Regions from separate parts of the Zea mays genome. Here regions 1, 2 and 4 are each linked to region 3. The links are chromatin contacts, called in public Hi-C maps. All regions are on one chromosome and are shown on one strand. Each heading gives the region's core, a stretch centred on a gene start, on an enhancer-like site or on the middle of the called end of the contact. The rest is flanking DNA. Distances are from core to core; before and after follow the strand shown. Region 1 holds the start of LOC541802 (cellulose synthase-1). Region 2 holds the start of LOC100282465 (ATP10 protein). Region 3 holds the start of LOC103635449 (dnaJ homolog subfamily B member 11-like). Region 4 holds the start of LOC100283197 (lactoylglutathione lyase).

Region 1 (2,700 bases), core at 76-2,575, 900 kb before region 3:
TAAGAGCACATATTCATATAGAAATAAGTATTAATAACAGAAGTGCACCAGTGGGCAGTAACAACTAGCGAACAATGCACCACAGTATCACTCAAATCAACAAATGAACATGAATGACATGTATTATACCTGTTGACCGCTTGTCAGGCGTGGAATCCGATGATGTGGCTCATGGCGAGCAGATGAAGACAGATCAGCATCATCTCCTTGCAGTTGCCACTCTGGGCCTTTCCCATTGCCTTGCTTGTAGTTGAATTCATTGTCTAGGTCATCAACATCTTCCTCATCCTCATCACCATGAACTCGAGGGCTACCTGAATTTCATAAGACGAAGTAAGAAGAATTCGTTAATTACTGTTGTAGAGAATAAAATGAAGCAGATGGCTTAATCTAGGCTGTCGAATGTCATTATCATAAGGCATATCCACTATGCTGCAAGCCTGGAACCTTTTATTCACGTAAAGTAAGCATGTGATGTGAACTCCGTCATGCTAGCATCATACAAGTTACACACACACTCAAAGGAGTTGCCAGGAAACCAACCTTTCTGTCTCTTGTATCTAGTCTTGCACTGGGGGCAGCATTGGTTCCCCTCCTTGCGCTCATACTCATAGCATGGGCGGCAGACAGGGAAGGCACACTCATTGCAGGCAACAAAGACATCACCAGTGGCTGAAACACCCACAGAGTCACCACAAATCTGGCAGACCTGCCCATTCGCACTCTTTGTGGGCTTAGCCTGCATTAGCGAGATAACGACAAAGTCAGCACACATGCAATCAGAATTACAGCATTAGAGAACACATCAGTGACTCATGCACTTTACTGGTGAGCAACAGACTGTAAAAATCAACCTGCGATCAAGTGTCTATTAGTCTTGAAGTCGAGGCTAAGATCAAAATGTCAGGAAGGTAATTTTGAATTTACATAAGATGAACTAATTCAATGAACTAAGACCTCAGCCCAGATCCAGCGACAGACGCGCGCACGACATGAGCCGCTAGGAACTGAATCTGAAGCAGGCAGCGAGGACGGCACTGGGTTGGCTGGACGTACCGAGCCCGGCGCATCGCCGTCGTGGCGGATCATGACGAACTCGTTGCGGTTGTGCGAGCCCGCCACCATCCCCTTGTTGGCCGCCATCTCCGCTCCCTCCCCGCTGCTCCCACCGAGACGGCTCCACACGCCAACGACACCAACACCGACGAGGCGGGCGGAGACCAATCGGCCCGTGCGGGCCTCTAGATCCGAGCGGCGTTGGCGACCACCATGCCCCAAATTCCTCCCGCTCGATCGCTGCAATGCCGCGCAGTGCTTCTGCTGCTGCTTCCGCTTCACACCTTCCTTCCCCTTCAATTACTCCTACATAATACGCCCCCGCTCTCACTCGGTTTCGTTTAGTTGAGTTGGTGGGAGTCCCCCCGGGCTAGCGCCGGTCACTGTGGAGCTGCTGCACGTAACGGCGGGGAGGAGTACGGGCGATCTCGGCCGTTGGCGCGACCGATGGAGAGACCAAGCGCCGTCGGATGCGGAAGGGCGGGAGTGTGCACGTCGACGTCGCGTCGCTGTGCCCAGGCTGTCCCCCGCCGCGCACGCTGAGAGCGGGGCCCGGGCGACCGGCTGCAGCAGGTCGATCTGTCGGTGCCTCGTCGGCGGACCGAATTGGCCTTCTACCTGCCGCAGTGCCGCTGATTATTTGTTTTTTTCCTTTTAATTAGTAGTGGTGACAAAAGGGACTGAAAATGCAATTGCACCATGTCTGTTCCGTGTGAGTTGGCATCGACCTGATCATGGGCTTGTGATTAGTAGTACATGCATATTTCTCCTTGCTTTAAACTTTTGGTTTAAACTGTTTGGTGCATCTAAGTCCCGGGCTCCTTAAAAAACTCCTTCAACGACTTTTTAAAAAAAATCTATCAAAGGGGCTCTTTGATAAGCTTTTGCTATAAAAGAGGGAGGAGCTCTAAAAAAACAGCAGAAGTCAAGAGCTAGAAAAGGAGCTTCTATCGACTCATCTCCCATGTTTTTCTCTTCATCAACGCTACATCTTAAGAGAAGCTGCAGGAGGAGCTATATTACCAACCAAACAGGGTGCTCTTTCTAGAGTTATTCCTAAAACTAAGGAGGGGTTGTTTTCTTAGAGTTGCTAGAGCCAGGGCTGAAGCTGACATAGAAAGAGCCCTATCAAACGGGGCCTAACTTAGATCTTGTTTGGACCATTTCAGCTTCAAAAAACTTGGTGAAGTTGATAAAGCAGGACATTAGGTGCTTCGAAAAATCGTAAAACTGAAGTTGCAGACTTTTAGAAGGCATTTAGATAAATCATTTTGTTTCTCATTTAGATCAAAAATATTTTGAAACTGTTTAAATTTATATTATACACCACAGATTCACGCCGAAGCTAGAACCTAGAGCAGTGCCAAACAAGATATGAGCTGAGTCACAGATCTCGAGTTCGAATGCTAGCTAGCATAATTAAAATAAAATAATTGTTGCTCACTCCAATTCTACGCCTGAGACCAAGAAAGTGTTGGAAAATAATATGCACACCTCTTCCTATCAGCTTACCCTTTTGGTTTTGTGCGGTGAAAGAGAAATATGTCATAGGACCATTTCTACCTGTTTTGGTGATTAAGTCCTCAACGCACTACATTGGACTAACCACTTTGATATAAGAATGAGTATATGTGCATAAAAGGC
Region 2 (2,700 bases), core at 11-2,510, 720 kb before region 3:
AGTCTATGGCTTGTTACTCTTGGTGATCGGCATCACCTAGACGGCTTGGTGGCGTTGGGAGCTCGGTGATCACCGTGAAGATCTTGTTGGTGACCCGACTCAAGTTTGTAAGCGGTCTCGAGGGATCCACCGCGCCGGAGTGGCAAAGGATCATCTCGTAGTGAGCACTTGGTTCTTGCGAGGACCAAGGGGGAGCGATACCCTTGCGCGGGTGCTCCAACGAGGACTAGTGGAGAGTGCCGACTCTTCGATACCTCGGAAAAAAATTAGAGGAGTCTTCTAAACTTTGCTTTACATTCCGCACTTAATTCAAGCTATTTACTTTGTGTATTTGTTTAGCAAGTATTTGAAGCATTGTTTTAGCCTTGTTACGTTTCTAGTATTATTTTCTTAGTGCTAGTTGTTGGGGTGAAGTTGGGCTCTTGTTTAGCTCTTGCTTAGGTTTTAATTAGTGTTGATTTTTAGAAAAGCCCAATTCACCCCCCCTCTTGGGCATCGTGATCCTTTCAATTGCATTCATACCCTCAAAAAATACATACAAGGTTTACAAATGCCATGAGGACAGTACTGTCATTTGCACTTAACAGCTTGAATAACACCTTCTTACGTCTCCTTTCTGCTTCATCATGACGAAGCTTGCTTCGTTGTACTTCCATCGATCTATATCGAATCTTTTCTGGTGACGAAGCTCCTGCAATACTTAATAATATGCTGAAAACAAATGATTAAGCGTGTTTCTGAGGTCCTTCGAAAGACGAAGGCCCCCAACAATATATATGACCAAAATAAAACTAAGATGTTTTGTGGCTGCCACATTAAAACCTTTGGCCAGAAATAAAAAAGAGTACAAGTAGCTCACAAATAATATTCAGTTATCTGTTTAGTGTTTAGTTGCCATACAGAATACATATATAATGATCATTATTACTATTCACTATCCCATGTAGGTATTGGTTCTCGAATGCCTATTGAAGTTTTAAATTTTCCAAGTTGTGTTGGTCCTATGGACTTTGACGGGTGTTAGTTAAATAATGAGTCTATGTTTAATAGGCTTCGATGAGCCTTTGTTAAATGAGCTATACTAGACTGGCCCATAACCTTGACTCGAGGCTCAGGTACAACATATATATTAGACCGTTCTGATCTAGGTCTATAATTAGGTTGAACCGTGCTAGACTTGTATAACTGAAATGGTGTGATTTGAACCGGCCTGTTAGACGGTGCACAAAAGTACACATCTGGCTCCGGCCCATATTGTCACTAGTCACTACCGCAGCTGTCAGCCCGCTGACCAGTCTCGCTCTCTCGCGGCTTCCGAATCCTAGCGCGAGTGGATCGGCGGGCGGGTGGCGGCGATGATGGTGAGGGCGCGCGACGCGGCGCGGGCGCTGCTCCGCCTCGCCGGCGCCAGAGCTGGCGTCCATAGGGACTATTTCCCTCCGCTAGCGCGCGCCACGTTTGCTCGCGCCTTCCTGGATTTCCGCAAGGTAGCTGCTTCGTCTCCGTTCCTCCTCGTTTCCTCCGCAACTGCAGTTAATTTTAGAAGATTGTTGAACCGTAGAAATGGAGATGGTTGAGAGTGAAATGAGTGACTTTTGTGTGTGTGTGTGTGTTGCTGGAGTGATCAGACGGGGAACAAGGAGGCCATCGAGAAGGATAAGGCCAGGCTGTAAGTCTCCTCTCCTTCAACCTCGTTTACTAGCCATTACTGGTTACTGCTGCTGCGCTGCAGCATTGTATGGTGTGATGTTTTGGTTCTGATTGGTCTAGTGCAGTACCGATGAACTGAGTAGAGGCTACTTCCAAGACTTTGCCGAGATCCGCGAGAACGCTGGCAAGGTATATCACCTATATATAGTATGTACTATGTAACACAAATTTACTAGTTTTTGATCGGTTTGAGTAACCAGTAATCACACTCGCAAAAAATGGTTCAGATTGCGACAGCGAGTAAGGTCATCATCCCAGAGGTAGATGCTGTGAAGTTTCCTGATCTTGATGTGGATTCCCCTGATGGAGGGGCACTGCATCTGCCTCTTGTTGCACCAACTCTGCAAGCTGATGATGGTGAGGCTGGAGACCATAAGATTCCTGGTGCTTCATTGGTGTGCCTTTCCTTCCGCGCAAGCTCGCTGGTATGAGGGACTACCCAGCTTTTCTTGGCTAGATAGTAGATTTCTGCTATGACAAATTGGACTCCAATTGTTTGGTTTTGCATTATTTCTGCAGAAATCTAGCACCACAACTCAATACCTTTTATGTTACTGCATACAATTACATATTAATAGGATTGTATAGTGTTAGAATATAAGTGAATTGCTAGTTGAAGTGCATGCAACTCAACATGATATCGTCCAGGTTTCTCCCTACCTTTCTGGTTTCTAGGTGTCTCTACATCGTGCCTCCATGATAATACATGTACATTTGGGCTGGGCTTCGTGGGCCAGACCGAAACACGTAAACAAAGCACGACCCAAATTCGGCATGGCCCGTAATAGTTTAGTGTCGGGCTAGCCTGGCCTGATGCCTTAGGTCGTGCTTGGGTTGATGCCTTGGGCTCACATGGCATGGTCAAGTCCTAGATTTATGGTGTCATCTCTCTCGAGCTAGCTGAAACCATCCAAACGTTTCGTTCTCTCTATACAACCTGCTTGGCTTGGCTTGCCATGGAGTCGCGGTTACTTGGGAACAGGGAGGCAC
Region 3 (2,700 bases), core at 70-2,569:
TTTGCATCCTTTGTGATCTTTTGAGGCACTAGGCGGTACACTGGACGAGCGTCATCGACTTGTTACTCTTGGAGGTTGTCGTCTCCTAGACGTCTCAGGTGTTGTCTCCGTCGAGCTCTCCGTGAATATTGTGGAGGAGCCGCAGTGTTGATTGTGAGGGGTTCGTGCCCACCTCGCCGGAGCGACAAAGGTGACACAAGTGGAATCGAGGTATTGAGTGAGTTTTGTCCACTTGGCTCAAAGATCAAGCCCTGTCTTGATAGAAGAGCAAGTGTGAGCTTGAATTCCAGCTCAACATGGATTATGGGTGATCGGCAAATCATCGATACCACGGGATAAATTTTGGTGTCATTCTCTCACATTTTACTCATTACTTGCAAGTAGTTAGTAATTTGTGCATTGTCTATCTTTTGTAGTGTTAGCATAAATTGCTCATTATGTTTTGTTGACTTATCAAGGCTAGTAAATTTATATCTCTTAGGGCTAGTTTGGGAACACCGTTTTCCCCTTGGGAAAATTGGAATCCCTCGGGAAAACGATGTTCCCAAACTAGCTCTTATTGTTTTGATTAAATTTCTCTAGTGTATTTTATTTTAGTCAAACCGTCTATTCACCCCCCTCTAGCCGGTGTCCTAGATCCTACACCAGGTCAAGAACAGGTACCGACATGATGGGGAGCATGAAAGATGTCGCGATGAGTTCATGAGAAGTCTAGGCCGTCGTCTTCCAGTCAACTATGGTTGCTGGATCGTTGTCTTCGTATGATGTAATTATTTAACTATTTTATACGTAATTTTATTATATATTAAAGATGTGACATTCGTTTCTGTACTATGAGTCGTTATATGTGTGAGACTTGATCTTAGCATACATTTGAGACGCACCTAGGTTTAATACTTAAATCCGGGTGTGACACAGTCATTGGTCGTCGATGCCACGTCCGAGTTTGACGCTATAGCTTATGACACCGAGCTGTGTTGCTCTGGTGCCATAGGCTATAACGCTGAGTAAAGAGTTTAAACCATGAAATAAGTTATCGAGATGTCTAAATATATTTTTTTTTCGAAAAATGACTAAAAACAAAAAAATCGGCCGCTTCTCCGTCTATTACTGACGTGTATCCGTTTGTAGTGAACCTAGCAATTTCGGCTGACCGCAAAAGCGCGAACCGTATCTACGTGGACCTACCCCATTCGTCAGAGAGCCCAGTATCCCGCACTCTATTGGTCCACGTCACACGCTCCACGTCCCCCCACTCGCCCCTCTCCGACGAACAGGCACCCGATTTTCCTTCTAGAAAGTTTTAAACCGCAGGAACCAAAAGGCCACTGCAGCAGACGGAGGACGGCGACGGTGGCGGCGGGGAAGAGCCGAAGAGGACGACGAGGGATAGAACGGCGAGGGAGAAGCTGTCTCTCTTCACGCTCGGGATCGTTAACCGTAGCTGACAACCGTGCGGAAACACCGGATTGTGAGGGCCGAGGAGAGAGGTGCGGCGAGGCCTCTCGAGGAGGCGGGGGCGGGATGGCGACGCCGGGGAAGGGAGGGGCAGCGCGGTTTGCGGCCGCGCTCTTCGTCCTCCTGAATCTCGCTGTGGCCATTGCTGGGTAGGTTTATGGGTTCTGATGACGTGTTGTTTCTGGCGTGGATTACCCGAGATCTCAAAATCCTTTCTGTTACTGGCGGATTTGTCGCTCGAAACCCCCCTCGTAGATCGTTTGATCCATTTTTCCCATTTGACAGCCTTTTTTCTACTGGTTCATTTACTCTTCATTTGTCATGCGTCAGGTCGAGATCTGTGTGCTCGACTCCCCTCCAGTTTAATCAGTAATGCTTGTGATTTGACTGAATATTGATGGCGATGACGCAGGAAGAGCTACTACGACGTGCTGCAAGTTCCCAAGGGCGCGTCCGAGGATCAGATTAAGAGGTCGTACCGCAAGCTCGCGCTCAAGTATCATCCGGATAAGAACCCCGACAACGAGGAGGCCAACAAGCGCTTCGCTGAGATCAACAACGGTACTAGTCGCTGAGTACTTTACAATTGAATGGATAATCTGAAATTGATAAGTTGCACTGTAAATTTAATAAATGTATTTTGTTGCAGCGTATGAGGTGTTGACGGACCAGGAGAAGAAGAAGATCTATGACCGGTATGGCGAGGAGGGGTTGAAGCAGTTCCAAGGCGGGAGAGGAAGTGGCGGTGGAATGAACATTCAGGACATCTTTAGCAGGTGAGGTGGATGCTAATCATTAGGTTTCAACAGATCAACTAGAAGTTTTGCTACTGAAATATCAATTATCATGCTTGTATTGCCCGCTTGCCCCTAGGTTGGTGTGTATGTGTCAGCATAGTTTTTGCATCTCATGGATACTAGCATACATATGATACCAAAAAACTGTAAAAATAGCAGGTGCACACAGTTTAGGATGAAATCTCAAATGTGGGGAGTAACCTAGCTTGTATGCACTTTGATTATCCAAAAAGAAGACTCATTGACATGTGTTAACTTGCAAGATGGAATTTCCGATATGACATATCTGGAATGTGTACCTTCCATTCTGTAGGATTTGAGAGCACCACCATAATGATTTTTTTATCAGCAAATGTGTCACTTTGCTATTCATCGTTCCAATGGAAGATGAGTCATGTCTGGGAATATTGTGGAATGTTGGAGAAACGAGTGCCTTTCCTGCATT
Region 4 (2,700 bases), core at 85-2,584, 970 kb before region 3:
TAGCTTCGTGTCACTTAGTTTCCGAAGAACCTTGGTGCCACACCTTGTGTTAAGGAGTCAAAAATATGCTTGTAAACTCATTTAACATAAATGAGAGATGGAATAAAAGTGCTAAGGCAAAGAAGATGAGTTTTCATACTCTATTGTCTTTTGTTATTCCATTATAAATTTAAAAATTATTCTCTAGAAGCATTAAAAATAAAACTGATTAATTCTATTTTTTAGAAAAACTTAGCTTTTAAAATATATCAAGAAGCATGAATACAACACTCCTTACAAATTTAAATCGAAAAAAACTGTAACTCGATTTTTATTTAACATGGTTGCTAACATGTTGCTCAGGGCGGCCGGGACAGGATGGCGGGCTTAGCTTAGAAACTGCGGCTGCTCTCGTTACTGAAATCTGGCTTTCTGTGGAGTGCTTTCGCTATCGAAATTCGTCTGATCTCAACCATGAACGACCATGCCCACCGGTCGGGAGAGAACAGATGTTATCCTATCCTGCGGCCTCTACAGCCGGCGGACCGGCCGCTCAAGCCTCCATGGAAGCCTCTGGAACTCTACCGCGTAGCCAGCACGCCGCAGCAGGTAGACAAAATTAATACTCCTAATTAAGATGCATGGTAGAGACGCAAATAGCCAGCTGAGCATGGTGCAAACTGCCAGGGTACAAAAGCTAGCTTGCTCGTCGCGCAGCGCTGCACGAGTGACACGCTCGAATTTGGCCGCATTCGGTCGTGCACCGGCCGTACCCTGAGAGTTAGGAATTTCGCTCGACTTGTGCTAATTGATTCTAGGTTTGTACCGATGATGATGTTCGGTAAATAAATACACGATACTCGTAATAATGTTAGTTCTCAATATTTTATTTAGTTTTTAAACATTAAGCTAAAATTTGAAAAAAAAAAAGAGTTTTGAAATTTTCGATTGAAGTTTAGGTGACTTTTGTGACATTAATTTGGTTTTAGCGGTCCTCAACTATATGTATGTCCGAATCCATATATAGGCTTAGGCTGGGTAGTAAAATCCGTAGTACTTATGTTTTGGCGCCGACGACGGCCGACCAAGAATTTATTCATTTAATTTCGTTTGCAACCCTGAAGAGTGGCCAGGGGAACAAGTCGTAGTAGTACACTGCATGCAAATGCATGTGTAAGCTAGTAGTGAACGGCATCGTAGTCAGTTGATGGCTATAGCTAGCTAGCTAGCTTCATGTCATGTGCACTACAGAATGGAATGATCCCGATGAGGATGACGTGGATCCACGTGTCTTACGTGGGGAGTCCCAGTATCGTCTATAAAGTCCGTCCCATGCCCAACAAACACCACCTCCATCACGCACTCCTGCCAGAGACCAAACTATTCGTATCGTGCGTAGGTGTTGCTTGCTGTTGCAACGGACCATCCATCTAGTGCTTGCATTGCTGTCGCACTCGCTCAGCTATCTCCACCGCTATTGGTTGTTGTTTGGTTACCCACGCCCTGCTCTCTGATACCAGTTGATAGCAGCAGCAGCTAGCTATAGGTTGTCAGCAGGATCGACCAGATAGATAGCGCGGATCGGAATTAACAGCGCTGCAGGAGGATGGTGAAGAGCACGACGACGATGGGGGCGGCGAGCTGCGGCGGCGGCGTGCTGCCGCTGGCGTCGCTGAACCACATCAGCATCGTGTGCCGGTCGGTGGAGGCGTCGCTGCGCTTCTACACGGACGTGCTCGGCTTCGTCCCTATCCGCCGCCCCGGCTCTTTCGACTTCGGCGGCGCCTGGTACGTACGCGTGTCGTGTCTGTATTGAATCTATATATACCTGTAGTACTAGTACGTACGTACCTTCAATCGATTTATAATTATATGATGGTATATATATATCAGGCTGTTCAACTACGGGATCGGCATCCACCTGCTGCAGTCGGAGGACCCCGGCAGCCTCCCGCCGGAGAAGGGAGAGATCAACCCCAAGGACAACCATATCTCCTTCCAGGTCAGTTGTCACCACAGCTAGCACCTCTCGCCGTCGTCGGTGTCCTTTTCATCCATATCTGTCTCTGTCGCCATCCATATCTTGATTATATTTTTTCCGTCGATCGTCGTTCCATCGTGTGCAGCAAATTAAGGCACACACTACAACAAGCAGTGAACTATACGTCTTTCCATGTATCTCTAGCTAGGTCTCTTTTACGTAGTACAGTTGATCAATACAAGAAGTTGAAATCGGTGTTCCTCCCTTGCTAGTAATACTACGTACGCTACACGTGTACCACCCTCCCCGGCCCTCCTCACCCTTGTTCGCTTGCATGCATGTGGCAGTGGCACGCGGGAATTGAGATGCATATGCATCGTCGTGGCCGTGGGATGTAATAATGTAGCGACAATAATTTTTGCGTTCTGGCATGTACGAAAAAATCATGCTAGCTGACACAGACAGACAGCGGGCACACACTGCTGCAGCTGCTGTTTTGCACAGTAACCCGTGTGAGAGAGAAGAGATCTGGGCCAACAGTTTGGAAATGCTGTTCTCAACTACCTAGTACCTATGTATACATGCATGTACAGCAGGGGCCCGGAACGAAATACGGACCAGGGTATTTAATATATATATATAGTCCTAATAATACATTACTGTGTAATAATATCATTTTCCCCCTTAATATCATTTTCGTTGGAGATTGATTGGACTAGCTAGTACCTTTCTGCTACAAG

The links. A called contact is a pair of places that touch in the nucleus more often than the background predicts.
Region 1: a Hi-C map of tassel shows a contact between it and region 3, with 2.2 times the contacts expected there. The contact joins the promoter of LOC541802 here to the promoter of LOC103635449 in region 3. A contact is called at or near these places in 2 of 25 Hi-C or Micro-C datasets (ear and tassel).
Region 2: a Hi-C map of ear shows a contact between it and region 3, with 3 times the contacts expected there. The contact joins the promoter of LOC100282465 here to the promoter of LOC103635449 in region 3. A contact is called at or near these places in 3 of 25 Hi-C or Micro-C datasets (bundle sheath, ear and tassel).
Region 4: a Hi-C map of ear shows a contact between it and region 3, with 2.1 times the contacts expected there. The contact joins the promoter of LOC100283197 here to the promoter of LOC103635449 in region 3. A contact is called at or near these places in 2 of 25 Hi-C or Micro-C datasets (ear and tassel).

What each region holds. Positions count from the first base shown.
Region 1 is chr8:81,885,254-81,887,953 of Zm-B73-REFERENCE-NAM-5.0, reverse strand. It overlaps LOC541802 (cellulose synthase-1), which reads right to left and starts at 1,325. Exons shown (of 14, transcript NM_001111484.1): 1 at 1,057-1,325; 2 at 544-739; 3 at 130-314. The coding sequence starts at 1,143.
Region 2 is chr8:81,708,315-81,711,014 of Zm-B73-REFERENCE-NAM-5.0, reverse strand. LOC100282465 (ATP10 protein) reads left to right here and starts at 1,260. Exons shown (of 7, transcript NM_001155375.2): 1 at 1,260-1,487; 2 at 1,629-1,669; 3 at 1,776-1,839; 4 at 1,938-2,135. The coding sequence starts at 1,356.
Region 3 is chr8:80,988,457-80,991,156 of Zm-B73-REFERENCE-NAM-5.0, reverse strand. It overlaps LOC103635449 (dnaJ homolog subfamily B member 11-like), which reads left to right and starts at 1,319. Exons shown (of 10, transcript NM_001347061.1): 1 at 1,319-1,607; 2 at 1,871-2,019; 3 at 2,108-2,234. The coding sequence starts at 1,525.
Region 4 is chr8:81,957,492-81,960,191 of Zm-B73-REFERENCE-NAM-5.0, reverse strand. It overlaps LOC100283197 (lactoylglutathione lyase), which reads left to right and starts at 1,334. Exons shown (of 3, transcript NM_001156099.1): 1 at 1,334-1,767; 2 at 1,873-1,981. The coding sequence starts at 1,586.